Regions from separate parts of the Sus scrofa genome. Here region 2 is linked to region 1. A link is a contact called in public Hi-C data. All regions are on one chromosome and are shown on one strand. Each heading gives the region's core, a stretch centred on a gene start, on an enhancer-like site or on the middle of the called end of the contact. The rest is flanking DNA. Distances are from core to core; before and after follow the strand shown.

Evidence for each region. A called contact is a pair of places that touch in the nucleus more often than the background predicts.
Region 2: a Hi-C map of liver shows a contact between it and region 1, with 10 times the contacts expected there. The contact joins two enhancer-like sites. A contact is called at or near these places in 12 of 47 Hi-C or Micro-C datasets (alveolar macrophages, embryonic fibroblasts, heart right ventricle and 7 more) and 1 of 2 datasets of contacts at active chromatin or transcription factors (alveolar macrophages).

The regions. Positions count from the first base shown.
Region 1 is chr7:98,062,485-98,065,184 of Sscrofa11.1, reverse strand. PROX2 (prospero homeobox protein 2) reads left to right here. Exons shown (of 3, transcript XM_013989170.2): 3 at 1-2,700. Among named protein-coding and RNA genes, the nearest start is that of PROX2, 11 kb to the left of the region's middle. Within about 2 kb of position 1,409, at least 15 of the 83 cell types and tissues checked have an H3K27ac peak or open chromatin away from gene starts, as enhancers often do. A contact at or near this core is called in liver, where this site is marked.
Region 2 is chr7:98,292,823-98,295,522 of Sscrofa11.1, reverse strand. NEK9 (serine/threonine-protein kinase Nek9) reads left to right here. Exons shown (of 22, transcript XM_003356752.4): 15 at 1-81; 16 at 584-745. Among named protein-coding and RNA genes, the nearest start is that of NEK9, 28 kb to the left of the region's middle. Within about 2 kb of position 1,297, at least 5 of the 83 cell types and tissues checked have an H3K27ac peak or open chromatin away from gene starts, as enhancers often do. A contact at or near this core is called in liver, where this site is marked.

The DNA.
Region 1 (2,700 bases), core at 160-2,659:
GGTATTTGTTCCCCCTTCTGCTTTCAGATAAGGTTATCTTATTTGGGGTTTTCACACATTGCTGTTTTTAGCTATCTAGTCATTAAACTCCATTTATTTGCAAGGTACTCAAATACATTACCTTTAAGCTTTTTACCCTGAAAAGTAGGAATTATCTTCATTTTAAAAATAACCATACAGAAGTTTTAGAATTGTGAGACAAGCTGCCAAAGGCTGGGAGGCGAGGGCATTCGGGTTGGCAGGGGCAGTCAGGAGTGTGGAGAAGCCCACGATTTTTTGGATGCCAGGCTGTGCACGGACCACCTCGTGCAGCCGCCCATGCTCTCACACAGGCCGCCATCCCCGACTGGCAATCAGCACTGATGCTGCACTGTCTCCTGACAACCCCTCCTAGCACTCAGGAGTGCTCCATCACCCAGGTGTCCACTGGCCATTCCAGCGAAGCCAACACAAACTTTCTGCAGGACTGAGTGTTGCTGCACATTCATTTGCCTCCTGGAAGAGTTTATCAGCTGGATAACCCAGATGGTCTCCAGTTGACTGATGCAATTAATGCCCCAACCTCCTATGTGCGGAGGAAACTGAGCTTCAGACCATGGCAGCTAGAAAGGGCCTTAGGGGCTCACTTGGCCCACCCCGCTTAAACAAGGGAGGAGGAGACTGAAACCCAGACGGGAGGCTTTGCACAGCCTGTGCACAGCCTCACAGACGGAGAACAGTGTACTTAGGACAAATACAGCCTCATACACAGAAACAGAAATTCTCTGCTCCATAAGGCCATTACAGCCCGGGGTCAGTCTTTCAGAGATAAAGGAATGCGTGAGATCAACATTTTTTCGCTACTGGCCCAACACAAATTGCGACGTGCTCTGAGCACATAAGCCAGACATCTGCAAAGCTGAGTAACGACATCTAGCTTCCAACTAGTCAGAATCAAGTCTTGGAAAGTGCTGCCAAAGGCGCTCAGGCCCGAGTGGGCATCACAGAGAGCTCAAGCTCCGTGTTCTGATTAAGGAGTGTTTCTGACTTCATCAGCTTTCTCCTTTCGCGTCTACAAACAACAAATGTCCATGTTCAACTACCCCACTTCCTTGACTTTTCAGATCAGCTGGATCAGGTGAAGTGAAATCCCTAAATTACTGCTGGATGTATCAAATGAAAAGGCAGGAAAGACGACTTTCTTTTGAATGTTCTCTTATTCCAAACAGCTAAGAGGAAAAACAAAACAAACATACTCAGCCCAAACCAATCTTCTCAGGTTGTTTTAAAGTTATTAAGTGTCCTCAGCACATTCACTTGCACTCAGATGATCTTTGCCCTATTTTCTCCCACAATGTTCCCTTTACAGAAATGAAGGGCTCTGCCAAGGCTGAGTCTTAAAAGTAAGCAAGCACTGAGTATCCTGAGCAAGGGCAATCAGTTATCTGTGTTTGGAGACAGGAGAGGAACCCGCCGTCCAGAGTGACATTACATAGTTATTTAAGACATGCATGTGAAACAATTCCAAGTTCACATGATTGTCCAAATGGAGCAGCTATTTTCTGTCCCAAACCTGAAATTCATTAGTGTGTGTTTTAAACACTGAGCCAAGCCACCTCCAGGGCAGCGAACCTTGTCCCAGAGATCAATTAGATGAAATGTACAAGCTCAAATTGAAAACATTTGTGTACTAAGGTCTTTCCAGGAAGTGTTCTCTAACCACTGAGCTAAACACAGAAGAATGTATAAATATATACGCTCTGCCAACAACAGAATTCTATTTTATTATATTTTTCTCTTTCTTACAAGTGTGATGGGAACACATTCGGAGTGTAAGCTGAGCTGGTTGTGGTGCTCTTTTGGCAGTCATGATATTGCCAAAGGTCTGGTTGTTCTTTCCATCAAGGTGTATGTGGGCACTCTTTTCTCCCAAACAGACGTGTTCAGTGTCTCGTCAAACACTGCGTAATTGTCTAATCTTTCTTCGATGGATAGTACGGCCTGGACCGTGGTTTATGATAGAGGAGTGAATGTCCAGTTATCAATTAAAAGCAGGCAGTTAATTGGCATTCCATGCAGTCAAAGGGTCATTCAGCCCCTTTATTTCAAACACGGTTGCATTTACTCTACACAGCTCCAAATTGGATGCATACAGTGAAGAGGTCAAAATTATCTCCAGGATGTATAAGGCATACTTGAACTATTTCCTTTCCATCGAGAAGGACCACACGCGGCAGAGGTAGCACAGCACCCTTTAATAAAGTTCTGCACCCAAGACAGATTAAAAAAAAAAAAAAAACACCTGTCTTTGTTTGCAATGATGAAATGTAGAATCCTCAGAAAAAATAATTTAAAGCGTTCAAAACATAATTTTACATGTGAATTTAGAAAATATTTCTTTTTAAAATCCTTACACGATTTCTTGAAATTCCAGTAACCAGTTTCCTGGATGAAGTTTTACATATTCTAAATGTTTATAATCTTTTTTTTTAATTGGAGAATAACTGATCGACAATGTTGTGTTAGTTCCTGGTGTACAGCAAAGGGTAAATGTTCATAACCTTTGATTCTAGCTCTTTATAGTTTTGAGCCTTTGCTCTGTTAAGCAGATCAAACATAGCTTGATAAGGCATGCATTCAAAACGAAGGAGAGATTTCAAAAATCCGTTGATGTTTTTACACAAACTCTATTAGGTATTTGTATTTTGCATAATATAAGAT
Region 2 (2,700 bases), core at 48-2,547, 230 kb before region 1:
CCTTTACCTTGGCTAAACAGTTGTCCTTTTATAAGATCCGTACAGTTGCCCCAGGCAAGACTCACACTGCTGCTATTGATGGTGAGTTGATTTAAACTGTGTATGCAGGTCTTAGTATTTCAGGCTCTTTTATTCTATCAAGTAGTAGCTCTTCTTAACTACATGTGTATTCTCCTGATTTCCCTCTTTCATCCAGTATTATCTCATTAACAGACTGGGCATTCAAGTAAATGTTTTGTTGGTAATCATTATAAATGCATAATCAAACATCCCTTAATGAGAACACCACAACTATAATTCCTGACGACTACTATCTCTAATCAGCACCATCTGTAAGTTTTCTAAGTTACATAATACTCATTTTCCACATTTAAAATAGAATATCTAACATCGAATCTCTTCCTCAATCTAAATGGTCATAGTTCTCCATACCCTAGCTGTCCTAGGCCCAGGATTGTGTGGCTAGCTTTCTAGTTATATACTCTTTAACAACCAGAAGCTAGTCTGTGAGGCTCTGCATTGGCTGCATTTTCCCTCTGTTTCATGACCTGTTTGTACCTGATTATTTTTGCTTCTGTCTCAGAGCGAGGCCGGCTGCTGACCTTTGGCTGCAACAAGTGTGGACAGCTGGGCGTTGGGAATTATAAGAAGCGTCTAGGAATCAACCTGTTGGGGGGACCCCTGGGTGGGAAGCAAGTGATCAGGGTCTCCTGCGGTGATGAGTTTACCATTGCTGCCACTGATGGTGAGTCTGTGCACATTATTTCAAAATTTCTGGACAGATGGTTATGCTTTAACTTTTGGTTGTGAAAGAGGTGGACTGGTTATTTGTATAGTTGGATCATATGTTTACTTTTTTTTTTTCTTTTTGACGGAGCTCTCAGCGTGCGGAAGTTTCTAGGCCAGGCATCAAACTTGCACTGCAGCAGTGCCAATGCCTGATCCTTAACCTGTTGTACCACCAGGGATTCCCTGTATGTTTACTTTTTTATTTGTGTTAAATCGGTGGCCAGTTTTTATGGAGCATATGGAGTTTCATTAACTTTTCATGTGTCCAACATGACAGTTGTAAAAAGGACAGATTTCTAGATAATGGCAAGTTAGTACTCTAAGTTCCTACTTTTTTTTCTTTAACTTTTTTGGTGCAGTGTTTTAAGAATTATTAAATACACGTGCACACACACACACACACACACACACACACACACACCTCTTGCCTAGCACCATGTTGGTTCCAATAAATGTTGGCCGGGTGGCTGGGAACAACATAGTTTAATCTGGCCGCTTTGTTGGAGTCAGTTGCACTGCAGTGACGTCCTTAGGGGCTGCTAAGCTTGAGGGCATACACCAGGTGTCTTGGTTTTCTATATTGGTCCAATGGAATTTTCTTCTCTCTCTCGAGCTATTTCTTCTCAGCATCTTCCTACTTCTGTTACTTCTTTACTGCTAGCCTTCACTCCCTTCCCCCTTTCTTCTGCTTCCTTTTTTTTTTTTTTCCTCTTCCTGTATCACCTTCTTTGCTGCTAGCCTTCACTCCCTTCCCCCTTTTCTTCTCTTTCCTTTTTTTTCTCTCTTCCTGTATCACCTTCTAGACTTTTTTCTTTATTTTTGTATCCACTTCTTTCTTTGTAACTGGTAAACACCGAATCACATTTCATCTCCTTTTGACTCATTTGGGTTTTTTTTTGTTATTGCTCCTGCTCTGGCAAGTAGTTTTCTTTTGGTCTGTGCATATTATATACAAGAATGGGAGAGGTCCAGGGATGGTGTCAGATAAATGATCTGTTACTGTATTTAAGTGAACCAGCCTTCAGAGTGGCACAGTAACCTTCCCTTTTTGTCCCAAAACAAGTGGTTTTAGGAAACAGACTGGTTAGTTCAGGCTAGATAAATGGAAATGTCACCTAGAAAGACAGAATCAGGATGTCATTGAGAATTAAATGTAGTGCATAAGTTCAGCAGCACTTCCTAAGAGGGCCTCAAAGAGGTAATGTTTTCTCAATAGATCTATATACTTCTTTTTTTGTTGTTGTTGTTTTTGTTTTTTTTTTTTTTTTTGCCATTTCTTGGGCCGCTCTCGAGGCATATGGAGGTTCCCAGGCTAGGGGTCTAATCGGAGCTGTAGCTGTCAGCCTACGCCAGAGCCACAGCAACGCAGGATCCAAGCCATGTCTGCGACCTACACCACAGCTCACAGCAACGCCGGCTCCTCAACCCACTGAGCAAGGGCAAGGACCGAACCCACAACCTCATGGTTCCTAGTCGGATTCGTTAACCACTGCGCCATGACGGGAACTCCTTTTTTTTTTTTTTGATGTTAATTCCCCAATACAATTTTTTTTTTCTGCCGTACAGCATGGTGTCCCAGTTACACATGCATGTACACATTCTATTTTCTCATATCATCGTGCTCCATCATCAGTGACTAGACATATTTCCCAGTGCTACACAGCAGGATCTCATTGCTAATCCACTCCAAATGCAATAGTTTGCATCTATTAACCCCAGACTCCCAGTCCATCCCACTCCCTCCCCCTCTCCCTTGGCAACCACAAGTCTATTCTCCAAGTCCCTGATTTTCTTTTCTGTGGAAAGGTTCATTTGTGCCATATATTAGATTCCAGATATAAGTGATATCATATGATATTTGTCTTTCTCTTTCTGACTTACTTCACTCAGTATGAGAGTCTCTAGTTCCAT